2 separate regions of the Rattus norvegicus genome follow, and region 1 is linked to region 2. A link is a contact called in public Hi-C data. All regions are on one chromosome and are shown on one strand. The core of a region is the stretch at or near the end of the contact, and the rest is flanking DNA. Distances in the headings are between cores, read along the strand shown. Region 1 has its middle 140 kb from the start of Inhbb. Region 2 has its middle 170 kb from the start of Gli2.

What was found. Hi-C and Micro-C count contacts between places; a contact is called where the count stands out from the background.
Region 1: a Hi-C map of kidney shows a contact between it and region 2, with 6 times the contacts expected there. The contact joins two enhancer-like sites. A contact is called at or near these places in 4 of 12 Hi-C or Micro-C datasets (kidney and liver).

What each region holds. Positions count from the first base shown.
Region 1 is chr13:32,947,128-32,954,482 of GRCr8, forward strand. No RefSeq gene overlaps it. Among named protein-coding and RNA genes, the nearest start is that of Inhbb, 140 kb to the right of the region's middle. Within about 2 kb of position 4,469, at least 4 of the 93 cell types and tissues checked have an H3K27ac peak or open chromatin away from gene starts, as enhancers often do. A contact at or near this core is called in kidney, where this site is marked.
Region 2 is chr13:32,879,784-32,887,166 of GRCr8, forward strand. No RefSeq gene overlaps it. Among named protein-coding and RNA genes, the nearest start is that of Gli2, 170 kb to the left of the region's middle. Within about 2 kb of position 2,333, at least 3 of the 93 cell types and tissues checked have an H3K27ac peak or open chromatin away from gene starts, as enhancers often do. A contact at or near this core is called in kidney, where this site is marked.

The DNA of each region.
Region 1 (7,355 bases), core at 3,219-5,718, 69 kb after region 2:
GGCAAGGGTAGGGCACCAGCATTGTCTGAGCACACATGGACACCTGGAATCAGGTGGGGCTCTGGTATAGTCAGTCCAAGTGGTTCCTTTAACCACCTATTGTCCCCATCCACAAGTACATAAGCGGGCTTCAGGGGTCATGGGAAACATCCGCAGGAACAGATGACTAGTAGGTGAGGGGCCCTCCATTTGAGTTCAGTTCCCAGGCCCCAAAGTTCATGACCATGGTCTAGAGTAACTGTGATATACACAGACAGCCTTAGTTGGGTCAAAGTAAAAGACTTTTTTTTTTTTTTTGAGAAGACACATTGATCCTTTTATTTCAACAGTGACTTCGTCATGGGCTTTTCATCTGGTAGACAAAGAAGAAAAAAGAAGAAAATAAAGGCAGGCAAAGGCGTCTGAATTGCGGGGACAATGGCAAATGTTCCCAGTCTTCTCTGTTTTTTTTTTTTTTTTTTTTTTTTAAGGAACAGGGATGACACAGTTTAATGTTGACAAAGGCTACGTGTCACTGGCAAGCAGGTTTTACTTGCAGCAGTTTCTTCCCATATGACCATGAAACCGCTAAAGAGCTGAGACCAAGCTAAAGGGTACACATGGCAGCCCATAGTGGCACTTGGAATTTTTTAAAAGTGATCTTGGAACCTAAGACTTGGAACAACAGCTGCCCTGGTTAGTTTTGTTGTCCATTTGGACGAGGGAAAAATCAATCGAAGAATTGCCTAGATCAGATTGACCAGTTCGTGTCTATGAAGTACCTTCTTAACTGCTAATTGATACAGAAAGGTCCACTATGGGCGGTGCCATCCCTAGGTAGATGGCCTGGGCAGTATAAGATAGGTACCTGAGCAACCCAGGGGAAGGGAGCTAGGAAGCAGCATTCCTCCATGAACTGCTATGGTTCCTGTCTCCACCTTCCTGCCTTGAGTTTCTGCCCTGGCTTCTTTTAGTGATGGACAGTACCTGTAAGCCAAAGAAACATTTCCTATACAAGTTGCTTTTGGCCAGTGTTTTATTACAACAACAGAGAAGCAAATTGAGCAGTAGCTACAAATGCAAGTGTGTGTTTATAAATACATACATACACTACACACACACACACACACACACACACACACACACAGGACAAATAGCAGTTCCTAAATCCCCTGAGCATCACTGACTCAAAAAAACTAAAGCTCCAAGCCGACCCATCACAGAGATTCCCACACACATTTACCACAGTTCTGTTCACAGCTTCTAAGTTATGGAGAAACTAGCATATCTGACAACAGAGGCGGATGAGGGAAATGTGGGGTAGATACACAGTGGAATTGGTCCATCCATAAAGAACAATGTGACTGTGTCGTTTGCAAGAAGATGCACACAACTAGGGAGAATCTTATTAAGGGCATTAAGCCAGTCTCAGAAAGACTATTGTCTCTCCTGTCTGCCTCCTGGGTTTTACAGAGATCCATCAAATTGTGTATATGACATGATAAAAAATAAATAAAACAGCGTGGCTGAACTCTCCTGGTTTAATTTCTAACAAAAAAAGAAAAAAACAAAAACAAAAACGAAACAAAAACAAAAACAAAAACAAAAAAAAAAAACCTCGGGGAGAAAAGATTTATTTTATCTCGCAAGTCCAGGTGGCCGTACATCATTGTGTGGAAAGAAAGGCAGTGGGACCCTGAAGCAATTTTAGTCACATTACAGCTAGAGTGGAGAGCAGAGAGAAATGAATACCCCATGCTCAGAGCCCTCACTGCACTCATATGGTCCAGGACCGAACCCAAAAGAGTGGTGTTGGTTGGCTCTCTAGAGGAGCAAAACTCACATGGGGGGATCGTGGGGGCGATGTATTAGAAAGGCTCTCCGGCTGCAGTCCAGTCGGGCCAACAATGGCTGTCCAGCAACAGAAGGTCGAGAATCACAGGCTGGATGTCTCAACTGGTGCCGGTGCACACAGAATCCCATAGATGTCGGCTCTAATGCCAGGTGGGTTTGCTATGGAGAAGAAGCATAGCATGGTGAGTGGTCAAAGAGCAAAGGCTTTCTTCTTCCATGTCCTTTATAGCGGCTGCCACCAGCTGTGACCCAGACTTAAAGTGGATTGTACCACTTCAAAAGGTCTGGGTTAAAGGTGTATCTTCCTACTACCCCCCCCCCAAAAAAAACCCAGATTAAAAGTGGGTCATCCCACTTCAAGTGATTAAATTAAGAAAAAAAATCCCTCACTGGTGTACCCAACCACTTGGGTTTCTGTTCCTTCCAGATATGGTCAGGTTGCCAGTCAAGAAGAGCCATGACAGTTGGGTCTTCTCCACATCAGTTAACAGAATCATGACTCCCTGATCTAGACAATACCTAATTGAAACTCTCTTTCCAGATGATTCTTGTTGTGTCGAGTTAACAATTAATACCAACCAGCAGGGACAAATGGAAGGAGAGAGGCAAGAAAGGAGACGAAATCAGGATATATATATACTTGTATGAAACCTTCACAATAATTTTAAAAGTCTTTGAAACCAAGAGCAGGAGTCAGGTCTGAACATCATCAGGGCAGAGCCCAATGTCCCAAAATCATGGCTTGCAACAACTCTCAAGTCACAGCTCATGTAGTACAGTAAATGAATTCTTCATCTGGGATCCTGTTTACTTTGTTACTCTTGAGATAGCCCATCAGTTGTGTGTTGAACTCAATCTCACTTTCATCACTCCTGGGAGAACATTAGCTGCAGATCATTCAGTCCATCCTCAGACAAATGTTCTCTGAGGCTGAGGACCTAATAGGGGCATAGTAGTTGCAGACTGGATCCCTTGGGGTTTTTCTGCTCGGCAGGAAGTATTGCAATCCTTCAGCCTTCTGTGGCCCCTGCATATCTTAGCATATTTCTGTGCATGTGCAGAGATATGACCTGTGCCCTCAGTCAGGGGAACAGAGAGGTAGCACCCCCTTGGCAGGTCCCCAGGCTATCCCACTATGAGTGACCCAGGGCACCAGGCACACTATATTCTATCCTATTCCACACGAGGCCTAAGCAGGTCAGTCGGGTGGCCCCTCTGTGGTTCAGCTTTTAGCCTCCCTCTCTTTGTCTTCCATGGTCCATCTCTGGGGCACCACAAGCTGCTCATTTACCTTCCTTCACTCGTCTTCCCACGTTGCCTGCTCAGCCCCCAGACAGTTAATCTGACAAGACGCCCTAGCTGATACGACCCAAAGAGAAGGTCTTTTTCCACACTGCCTAGAGGCCTGTGAGTTCATCTGCACCGACATTTAAATGTGGGTTGTCATACAGCTGAAATGTGGGATGAAGAACTGTGGTGTCCAGGGATGAGGATGCTCAGTGAGGAGAGTACTTGTCTAGCATCTGCAAGGTCCTGGGTTTATCCCCTAACACTGTAAGTACCAGTGTGTGCCTATAAGCTCAGCAGGTAGAAGACAGGCAGCAGGGGCAGGCGTTTTCTGCCATTTTGGGCTATATAGTGAAGTTTGGAGCCAAAATGGGCTACATGAGATCAGCTCAAAAGGAAGAGGAAGGGAGGAGAAGGAGGAAGGAAAGGGAGGTGGAGGAGGAAGGAGAAGAGGGGGAGGGAGGGGAGGAGGAAGAGGAGGGATCGAAGGAGGGAGGGAAGGGAGGAGGAGGGAAAGGAAGAAGAAGAGGGAGGGGAGGAGGAGGGAGAAGAAGAAGAGGAGGGAGGGGAAGAGGAGAAGGGAGGAGGAGAAAGAAGAGGAGGAGGAGGAGGAATGGGAGGAGGAGGAGGAGGAAGAAGAGGAGGAGGAACACCAATGTCCATTAGAGCAGAGGAAAGACAGCATAGACTGAAAAATAAAAACGTGCACTTTTGACCTTCTCTGACAGGGCTCTTTGCCCATGAACTTGGCTGCACTTCAGTGACAGAGGTGGACTTGAAAGTCTTCAGTAAGCAGGCCCCAGGTGGACTCTGGCCCTTTGCCCTCGGTCCAGCTAGCTCCACTTCTGATAGACAGTGCTCCCTGCACCCGTTCTATAGCTACGATGGATCTAAGAAGAGAGGCTTGAGGAGTTCCTCTGGCCTCAGGGAAGCCCCACCTCCAACTCCCTCATGAGGGCCAAGAGGGTGAGCCCAGGGCTCCGTGGGAAGTGTGGCTTCACTCCCTAACACACACTAATCCCCACCTGGCTTCCAGTCTAACCAGTGGCAGCTACAGGAGCTCTTTGAGCCTCACAACAGTTTTCTAGGCAAGACCAGCATCTGGAGGGCACTTGATTGTATTTGTCAGATGAACTGAGCTGCTCACTGGAAGCAAGATGACCAAACAAGGCCATGTTCCCATGGAGCCCTGGCTTTGTTCTGGCCTCCACTTGAGTTGCGAGCAGTTCAGCTCCTCCTCCCAGGCCACTGGCACGCACCTGGAGTCCCATCCAGTACTGCAGGAGCAGGTACTACCAACCTGGAGGTCAACCCCGTGAGGGGCCCTGGCCATGCCTGACATAGGGCCAGAGCCTCTGCTGCTACAGTAAGAGAGGAATGTCCCTGTAGCCTTGGCGCCCTGACCAGCCCTAGGGGGAGACAGAAACTTGCCCAGGTTGTTACTGTACAAATATTTGCAAGGTGCCTGACACAGTCACCCAAGATCTGGCTCTGTAGCAACTGGGTGGGGCCATCAGGGCCCAGGAGCTGGCTGTGCACATTTGAGGGGTCCCAGGCAGCATGTTAAGCTTTTTGTGATCTCTTCCTCCCTCCTTCCCCCCCTCTGTCACACACACACACTCACACACTCACACACACTCACACACACTCACACACTCACACACAACCTGGTCTTCAGTCAAGCCCTTTCTCTGGGCACTGGCTCAGGCTCACATGGCCGTCTCTTGTGCTCCCTCTGGGTCCTCCTCAGACTGTTGGTTTGGGTTCAGTTGTGACTCTCACTCTCACGCACTTGGACTGGGGGTATAATTCATTTGATATTGCTCTTTCCAGGACACATGCAACCCTGGGTTTGATCTCCACATAAATTGGATGTGGTCATGTAGTCCTGTAATCTCAGCGTCTAGGAAGCAGAGGGAGGAGAATCAAGTTCATCCTTGGCTGCTCGGTGAGTTCAGAGTCAACCTGGAATACTTGAGACTTTGCATCAGAATTAAAATGAAATAGATAAATAAAATCTCTCTCTTCCCTCTAAAATAATTAAATTTTGAATATTTTTTTACTCAATAGGACAAAGATATCGTCAATGTTTTCCAGAGTTAATCAGCATTTTGATTTTGCTGATTTTTGTCAGTGCTGAGAATGCTACTTCACACAAATAAAGACTATGAAATGGAAGAGGTGTGGTTTGAGCCACTCCAGAAGTTGTTAGACATTCCGACCCAGTCCCAAAATTCATAAAATTTCTTTGTGAAAGGCATTTTGAACAGTAATTTTTAAGCCTTAGGAAAGTTTATTTTAAATTGTGTGTGTGTGTGTGTGTGTGTGTGTGTGTGTGTGTGTGTGTGTGTGTTCCGCATGGGTGTGGGTGCCCAAGCAGGCCAAAGAGGGCATCAGATGTCCTGGAGCTGAAGGAGGTACAGGCAGTGGTGAGCTCCCTACATGGGTGCTAGAAACTGACTTGTCTTTTCCAGGAGCACTGACCACTGAACTTGTCTGCAGCCCTTAAACAGTGGTATTTAAGATCAAGCCATCAGACAGTACGGCTCAAAGAACTAGTAATGTTGGAGGCTAGCGAGAAGACTCACCAGGTAAAGGCACTGACTGAGCACCTAAGTTAGATCCCAGGACCCACAGGGTGAAAGGACAGAACCAACTCCCTAGGGTAGTCCACGTATGCACGCGTGCGAGCACACACACACATGCACACATACACACACGCACACACGCACACACACACGCACACACACACACACACGCACACATACACACACACGCACATACACATACGCACACACACACGCACACACATGCACACACACACGCACACACACACGCACACACACACTCACACATACACACACACGCACATACACACACGCACATACACACACACGCACATACACACGCTCATACACACACACACATACACACACGCACATACACACACGCACATACACACACGCACGCACACACACACACGCACGTACACTCACTCACAGGCAGTGGCAGTTGTGTCCTTTGCTCCCCCTACCCACACACAAAATATATTAATAAATATAATAATTTTTTAAAGAAGTAATTGGGCAGGGCGTGGTAGCACATCCCTTTAACTCCAGCACTGGAGAGGCACAGCCAGGAGGATCTCTGTGAGTTTAGCATATGAGCCTAGGTCAGCTCCGGGCTACAGAGTGAGGCTCTGCCTCAAAAAACAAGCAAACCAAAAAGTACTAATTTTGTACTGCCACGTTAAGGGACGATGACAAGAAACAGGAAAAGTCTGTTTTCCAAAAGGGAACATTATGTTTCCATAAGAGCAAAAACCCAAACGCATAAGAAGATCTCTGCAAAGCTGTGTGTTTGGAGCAGCATTTGTTGGTCTAAGAACGTGGTGTAATGGCAGGCACAGTTCTCCACAGAGTACAGCAGGCCCAGCCTCAAGTCATTTAATGTCAGAGACCGGTGGGGTTTGGGAGGGCGCAGGAAGATCCGTGCTGCTCAGCCCCACCCAGGAGCCCTGACAGACACAGAACTACAGAGCCAGAGGAAGTGAGTAACTGAGGCCAGAGGCAGTGCTTGAGCCGTGTTCTCACCTGCAGCGGGGGACGGGCAATCTGCCCGCCATGCAGCAGAATGACTAACGGTGCTGGAGTACCTCCAGGCCTCTGGCCATGCCAGGTGGGAGGCAGGGATGGCCAGGGCCAGACTCCATTGTGGCCTGGGGCTGAGTCACAAGACCGGCAACTCTCTCCTAAGCCTTTCCTTCAGCCCCAGCTGGAGGCCCATCCCTTTCCCTCACTCCGTTTCCAGAGCAAGGAACTTTGCCTCGGAAAATCAGTAACTGGTCACAGACCTGTGCCGTGGATGTGCCTTGTGTCATGTTAGCTGTGTGATTGGGGAAAACTGGTCAATGTTCCTAGGCCTTACTTGCACTTTGTAAAATAAAGATCAATCAGATTACTACTCGCAAGGCCATTGAGAGACCTGAAGGAGAGGATACTCAGAGAATGCTCCGAGTGGGCTGGAAAGGAAGGTACCTTGATCAGTGAAGAGTTTGCCATGAAAACATGAGGACCTGGGTTCAATCCTCAGAGCCCACACTAAAAAAAAAAAGCCAGGTGTGTCATGGTGCATGCTTATTACCCTAGCTATTCAGAAGCAGAGGCAGGAGGATAGATCCCTGGGGCTCAGTGACCAACCAGCCTAACCAATATGGCTGGTTCCAGGCTAGTGAG
Region 2 (7,383 bases), core at 1,083-3,582:
ACACATATAAAATAAACACACAAGGATAGATCAGACATTTAAACACTAAGGAATGAACTCTTTCTCCTCTCCTCCAGCTTTTACTTTCATTCTTTGCTAATGCCAGGCATCAGGGCAAGCTCTGAATGCAGCACTACACCTACCCTCTTCACCATGTTGGCTCTATTTAACAAATCCTCAGAGTCAAGTGTATCCAACCTAGGGGAAAGCACAGAGAAGGTCCCAGGGGAGGGATAATGCTCAGACTTGTGGGGGCATAAGAATGGCTTTAGGGTAGCATCCTTTAGTCAAGAGGCCTATGTCTGTGACACGGACAGCTTCAAGATCACGAGCCTTCCTGACCACCTGCTCGCTGAAGCCAGAGAACTGTTCCTGACCAGGCTCTCTTCTTTTGTCCTCATTAGCTGTTCTAGAGTGTTCTGCCTTAAAGCCTATGCTCAAACACCTCCTACTTAGGGTGCCATCTCTCCTACAGACGGGGCCAGTTTCAGGGGCCCACGATCTGTGTTATCTCACAAGAAGCATCTCGAATTGTTGACGCCTTCAAATTCATGATCATTTCAATATCTCTGACCTTGGGCTGGAGAAATGGCTTAGCAGATAAAATGCTTGCTGTGTACATTTCAGAACCTGAGTTTAGGTTTCCAGAACCCATATAGAGATGATGCAGTGTGTAACCCCATCATCCCTATGGTGAGATAGAGAATCCATAGAAGCTCATAGGCCAGTTGGCCTGGGGGATTCAGGGACAAACAACCAAGACCCTGTTCTAAATGAGATGGAAGGGGGGACAAGCACTCAAGGTTGTCCTCCAATCTCCGCTGAATGCTCAGAACACACACCTCACTGATATTGAGCTCTCTAAGCAAAGTCTAACTGGACAGCGGAGTCTGGTGGTGAGCAGAGATGAGCTGCAATCCCAAATGCTGTGGAGAATGATCCTAGAAGCCCACAACAGGGGAGACATCAGCAGTGGCTAAGTACAGGATCAGAGTGTTATGACTGACTGCCTAAGTGACAGCCCCAAAGTCAACCTTCCCCCTTGACTCAGAGCCGGCGTTCAAGGTAGAAAGACAGTCCTGCATTCCCAGAACACAAATGACTGAAGATCCTCCCGTATCCTCTCTCTCTTGTGTGACGTCACTAGATTGCTAGCCACTTATGCTGGAAGTCATGACCAAGGAGGAAGGGGAAAGACAGGGCGCCCAAAGTTCCCTTTCCTCTACGTCTTTCCTTTCCCGTCAATGATCTCAGGTCAGGGCAGACGGTGTGTTGTGCAAGACGAGGTGATGGCAGTGACCCAAGTGTCCCTCGGTGTCTGGTGGGAACAATAAACTCTGAAAGGCGCATTGTGTCATTTTGGTTGCTCCGAGTAGGGCTTGAATGTTTTTTAAAACATTTAAAAACCTCCCACTCTATTAAATAAAGACCAAAAAGTGAAATGCATGCTAATAATTAAATTTTTAAAAATTTATTTAGGATGAAATGTATCAATAAGCAAACACATCAATGAGTTGAAAGGGTCAGGAAAAAAAACGTAGTTATTAAATGTTAGTCTTAGAGATGCTCTTTCATGAAAAGAGATACAACTTGTACCCTCATACTGGGACTCAGTCAGAATGCAGCCTGAGGCTGGGGAAAGAGCTCAATGCTAGAGCACCAGGGTGGCATATGGTAATTCTGAGTTCTGCTCCCCAACACTGCCAAGTTAATCAAATCAGGGACGAGGGAGAGGGCTTGCGAAGGGCCTCCTGAGCTCGGTGAGGTCCTGCATTCACTGTCCCAGCATCCATGTAAAAAGCTGGGCACCACGGAGAGCATCTGTAACTCCATCGTTGGAGTGGGCAGAGACAGGCAAATCCCCAAAGCTCGCTGGAGAGCGGCTCCAGCCAGATCAGCAAGCTCCAAAACTGAGGTGCGGAATGCTAACGAAGACACCCAGTGTTTGGTCACAGCAGTAAGAGTAACGGATACAAACTTTACCTGAACTAACAGCAAGCACACCGAGAGAATGGATGCCAATCACATAACAGTGACAATGATCAGTGATGGCAAGATCTTAAAAAAACAACATCCATTTTGTGGAGTGTGTGAGTGTGTGTGTGTGTGTGTGTGTGTGTGTGCGCACGTGCATGTGTTACACACATTTGCTCTCACATGACCTGGAATGGGTGTGGTGATCAGAAGACAACCTGAGGAAGTCAGTTTTCTCCTCCTATCATGTGTCCCAGGGATTGACCCCAGGTTGTCAGGCTCGGTGGCTAGGCTAGTGTCTTTACCTGCTGAGCTGTCTTGCCAGGCCATGGTGAATTATTAATACATTGTGAGTGAGCCAAGTTTTCTAGAATTCTCCTGTCTGGCAGCCAAGACAAGAGTGTACTGAGGAAGGTGGGATGTGTCACGGATCCACTGAGGAATTCAGGGACCCCATGGTCTACTGGGCCAATGCTGATGCCATCGGAAGCAGCAGGTGACTACGCCACGGTGGGTGCCAGGTAGACGAGGAGCCTGAGGCTCTAGCACAGAGTGGCTAGCTGAGGTGCTGCCCCCAACCTCAAGGAGCCTATTGGGTTGGGAGATGGATGGAAGCCAAGGAACAAAGTTAGTCCAGTTCTCTCCCACCTGGGTGAAACAGGCGTGAAAAACCCACGGGGCAGCAGCACAGGCCTCTAAAGTGAACAGTGCCACAGGGTCCCAAGGTCACCCTGGAAGGCTGAACGCTGGGGGTGTTGATGGAAGGCCAGCTCTCACCAGGGACAACAGGAAGTGGACAGAGCTGAAAGCCCTGTGCGGAAGGTCTGGTCTTGGTAGCTGACAGGGACCCTAGAGCTGGGGGCAGATGCCACCACCAGAAGACCATGCCCTGAAGTACGCAAGTATCATCCTCCCTCCCTCCCTCCCTCCCTCCCTCCCTCCCTCCCTCCCTCCCTCCCTCCCCACTCAGTGCACGAGTGTGTGTGTGTGTGTGTGTGTGTGTGTGTGTGTGTGTGTGTGTGTGTGTGTAGTCGGGGTTTCTACATATGATTTATTAGTGTGGCTTATAGACTGTGGTCCATCTAATTGAATAATGGCCACGTCCTGGCAGAAAGGCCAAGACACTAGCTGTTCCGTCCACGAAGCTGGATGTCTCCGCTTGTCTTCCTTCTGTGTTGGAGTCCCGAAGAAGCGGATTCTAACACCAGCAAAGGGATGCCTCGGTGGCAGCAAAACAGATGAACTTGCCAGAGAGAAAAGGGGAAAGCCGGCTAGAAGCAGAGCTTCCTTCTTCCATGTTCTTTCATGTGGGCTGCCAACACAAGGCGCTGCCCAGATTCAGTGTGGCTCTGCCCACCTCGGATGAGCCAATCAAGACAGTGTCTCACAGGCTCGCCTAAGTGCTTGGGCTTTCACTGATTCCGGGCTAGCTACCATGGTGTGCGTACAGGTGCACAGGTGGGTCTGTGCATGTGAGAATGAGCATGCCCATGTGTGAGTGTGTACATATGGAGACAGCCCGTGTCATGTCTCATAATTTCCCACCTATTTTTGAGGAAGCATTTCACACTTGGCTCTAGGGTCCCTCTAGTAGGCCAGGCTGTGGGAGAGTAAGCCCCAGGGAATCTCCCCGCCCCCCAGTTTCCCTGGTCTTTGGATCACAGCCTCTGTTAGCTTACTTTCTACTACTTCGATAAAACACAATGACCAGAAGTCACTTGTGGGAGAAAGGGTTTAGTTGGCTTTCACATCCCAAGCACAGTCCATGTCCATCCTGAAGGCAAGTCCAGGGCAGGAGCCTGAGCCAGGACCGAAGCAGACAGCACAAAGGAAGCTCACTTGCTCACTCCCCACAGCATGTTCAGCTTCCTTCCTTATAAAGCCCAGGACCGCCTGCCTAGGGATTGCGCTGCCCATGGTGGGTTCTACTGTCTGATATCAAACGTTAATCAAGAAAACTCCCTACAGCTTTGTCTATAGGCCCATCTGACTGGGGCACTTTCTCAGCCAAGGTTCCTCTGCCCAGAAGATCCTAGCTTGTGTTAAGTAGACAAAACACTAACCAGCGTACATCCTCTTTCAGGCAAACTTTGGGGATCAAACCCGTGTCTTCATGCTTTTGTTAGACAAGTACTTTACCAGCTGACCCACCTCCCCACGCTTCCTTTGTTCTATTAACCAGCTCTAGCACTGGGTTACTTAACATCTCTTGACTCCTCTTCCTCCCCCATCACGAGATGGATGTGTAAGCTGGTAGGCTTATCCTTGGTGTTCAGAGTTCATGGGCATAAGACCAAAAAAGATTTGTACTACCAGGGCATGTCCTTGACACTTATCCAGCTCACTGTTTACCCTTCTGGGTTTCTCTTCACCTCCCGTTTCCCCTATGTACTGCCTGGGCGGTTCAGAGCTGTGCAGGTAGGGAAATCAAGCTTGCATGCCCATTGGCAGGCATGACGTCTCCTCGAGGACAGTTTTGACTGCTGCAGTAGTAACCCGCATTCCCACTCTGGGTCAACTGTAGCAGGATAGGCTATACCCGGTCCCACCAGCCGGTGCTTAGAGGCCAGCTCCTGGCTCTCGTTCCATGCTTGCTGTTGCAGACGGGGCACGGGTGTGGAGACCAGCAGGCAGAGACACCACTTTGGGAGATTAGGTGTCAGAGCTGGGCTGTGGGACCTCCTTTTGGTTCTGTAGCCTTGGACTAGCTGTTCCTGTCCCTGTCCCGTCTGGCTCCCAGGGTTGTCACCGCTTCTCATACAGGGTTCTGTGTGAGAGTTTTCTGCTCATACAGAACCCTTCCCTACTGTCCCCTCCAGGGGTCACACACATGTGACTTACCCCTTGCTGGAGGAGAAAAGTATTGCCTTACCCCAGCTGCACCAGCTTCCCCTAAGGGGACCCTAGATGCCAAATCTGTCATTCAGTTGAAGATGAGGGTGAGGGTTGGTAAGGACCAAGCATGCAGGATCCTGGCTATCCTGCTGGTGACCCATGTCAACCTGTGCTCTGTTGAATGCCTGTGTGGGCCAGGAGTGAGCATCAGAGGCAAAGCTGTAGACGGTTATGAGCTACCTTGTGTGAGTGCTTGGGACTGAACTTGCTTTTTGCCACTGAGCCATGTCTCCAGCCTCTGTGGCTGCATTTTAGGAAGCCGCAGTGCACTTGAACCCCAGCTTCCCACGGCACACACAATGATGTGCTCTCGGGTAGGGTGTTCGACCTCCCCTTTCTCTCTCTAGTCCTTGGTAACTGGCTCCAAATGAACTACCTGCATGCCAACCTTGGCTCCAATGATGTACCTCTATGCCAGCCATGGCTCTGCTCCCAGGAAGCCTCGGCAATGATAGCACGCCATCATGCAATGTCAATTTGTGAGTTGGGGGCAGGGGATGAACACAGGCATGCACATGTTATGACATGGGGGTGGTGGTGGAGATTATAAGGCAACCTTAGGTATTGGTCCCCACCTTCCACTCTGCCTAAGACAGTGTCTTGTGTTATTTGCTGTGTTGACAGGCTAGCCACGAACCTCCAAGGATTCATTCTCCTGTCTCCACCTGCCATCTCCTCATAGGAGTTCGGAGATTATGGACGATGGTTCTGCTGTTTCCAGCTTTCTGCATGGGTTCTGGGGACTAGAACTCATATCTTCTGGATGGTGCAGACAGTGCTTGTATCACAGAGCCATTTCCCCGGACATCACAAGCCTTTAGAGAGAGGACACATTTTTGGAATTTGTATTTGCTGCGTACTTTGAATCTATTGGTTTAGCTTTGGCTTTGCGCAACCCCAGCATGAACAGGAGGCTGTTACCACATTTGATTTCTTTTGGTCAAAAAACAGGAAGGAAACAAGAGAGGAGGATGGGCCACCCTCATCTCGAAGCCAGAGTCACCTTTCACTGATTTTTCTGGATGCTCAGAAAGTGATGAAATTTAGTGTTTGAAGGAAATTTAGATTTACAAGAGCTGCAGAAGTAGCTCAGAGTTCCTGGTGCACACTCTTTGAAAGACAGCCTTGTCTACTTTAGGCTATAAGATGATTTCCATGGGAAGCAGGAGGCCACACTCGTACCACCCAGAGCAGCAGTCCAGCAAGCCTTGGAAGAGCCTTGTCCTGCCATTGGTCAGTCTGTAAATGGGCATGCTCCTACTTGCAGGCCATAACCCTTAGGGAACTTGATCTTGAAAGAGAGAGGCACTGTCTCTCCCTAGGTATGCATGTGTTTCTCTTGGTTGCTGTGACTAAATATCCAGGCAAAAGCAACAGAAGGTAGGAAGGTGGAGAGGAAGGGAGGAAGGATTTATTTTGATTCACAGATCAAGGATATGATTCATGTCTACCACGATGGCAAAGGCATGGAGGCAGGAGCATGAGGCATTGGGTCACACGGCATCCCTAGTCAGGAAGCAGAGAGACAAGGCTGGTGCCCAGATCACATTCTTTTTACTGAGTCAAGACCTAACTAAGCTCCTGAGATGGTGATGCCTGCCCAGAGGCTGCAATTAACCTAATTCCTCACAGGTATACCCGGAGGCTGGTCTTTTAGGTGATTCTAGATCCTGTCAAGTTTATAAGATTAACCATCTCATTCTGTGTGGCATTCCTAAGGCAGTTGCCACACCTAGTAACCGAAGGCCGACCCAAGGAGGTACTAAGAGGAGACAACCATAGGCAGAGATGAGGATTCTCTTGGCCCTGTCTGTGTATCTGTCCTGTTAGCTTCATCTTTACGATTTTTATTATAACTATTATTTGTGTGTGTGTGTGTGTGTGTATGTGTGTGTGTAAATGGAGGCTAGAAGTCACCTTCGGCTGTCATTCTTCCCTGAGAGCCACTTGCCCTGTTTTGTGAGGCAGGGTCTGTCATTGATCCCTGAAGCTCTCTGGCTAGTCTTACCCAAAGCAGTGAGTTCCCCAGTGCTGGGTTACAAGCACCCATCACTGACTAGCTTTTTACATGGGTGCTGGGAATCAAACTCAGGTCCTCAGGTTTTGTGGCAAGTATTTTACCCCAAGCCATTTCCCCAGTTTCTGCTAGCGTTATCTTAATGGTGGTCTGATGGTTTGTCTTAAATTTTAGCTAGACTCCTATTCAGAATTTTGTCATGCTATTCTACTACACACACACATGCACACACACACACACCACACACATGCACACACACGCACACACGCACGCACACGCACACATGCACACACATGCACACACATGCACACACGCGCACACACATGCACGCACACGCACGCATACGCACACACATGCACACACATGCACACATGCACACACATGCACGCACGTGCACGCACATGCACGCACATGCACGCACACGCACGCACACGCACACATGCACGCACATGCACGCACACGCACACACATGCACACATGCACACACACATGCACAC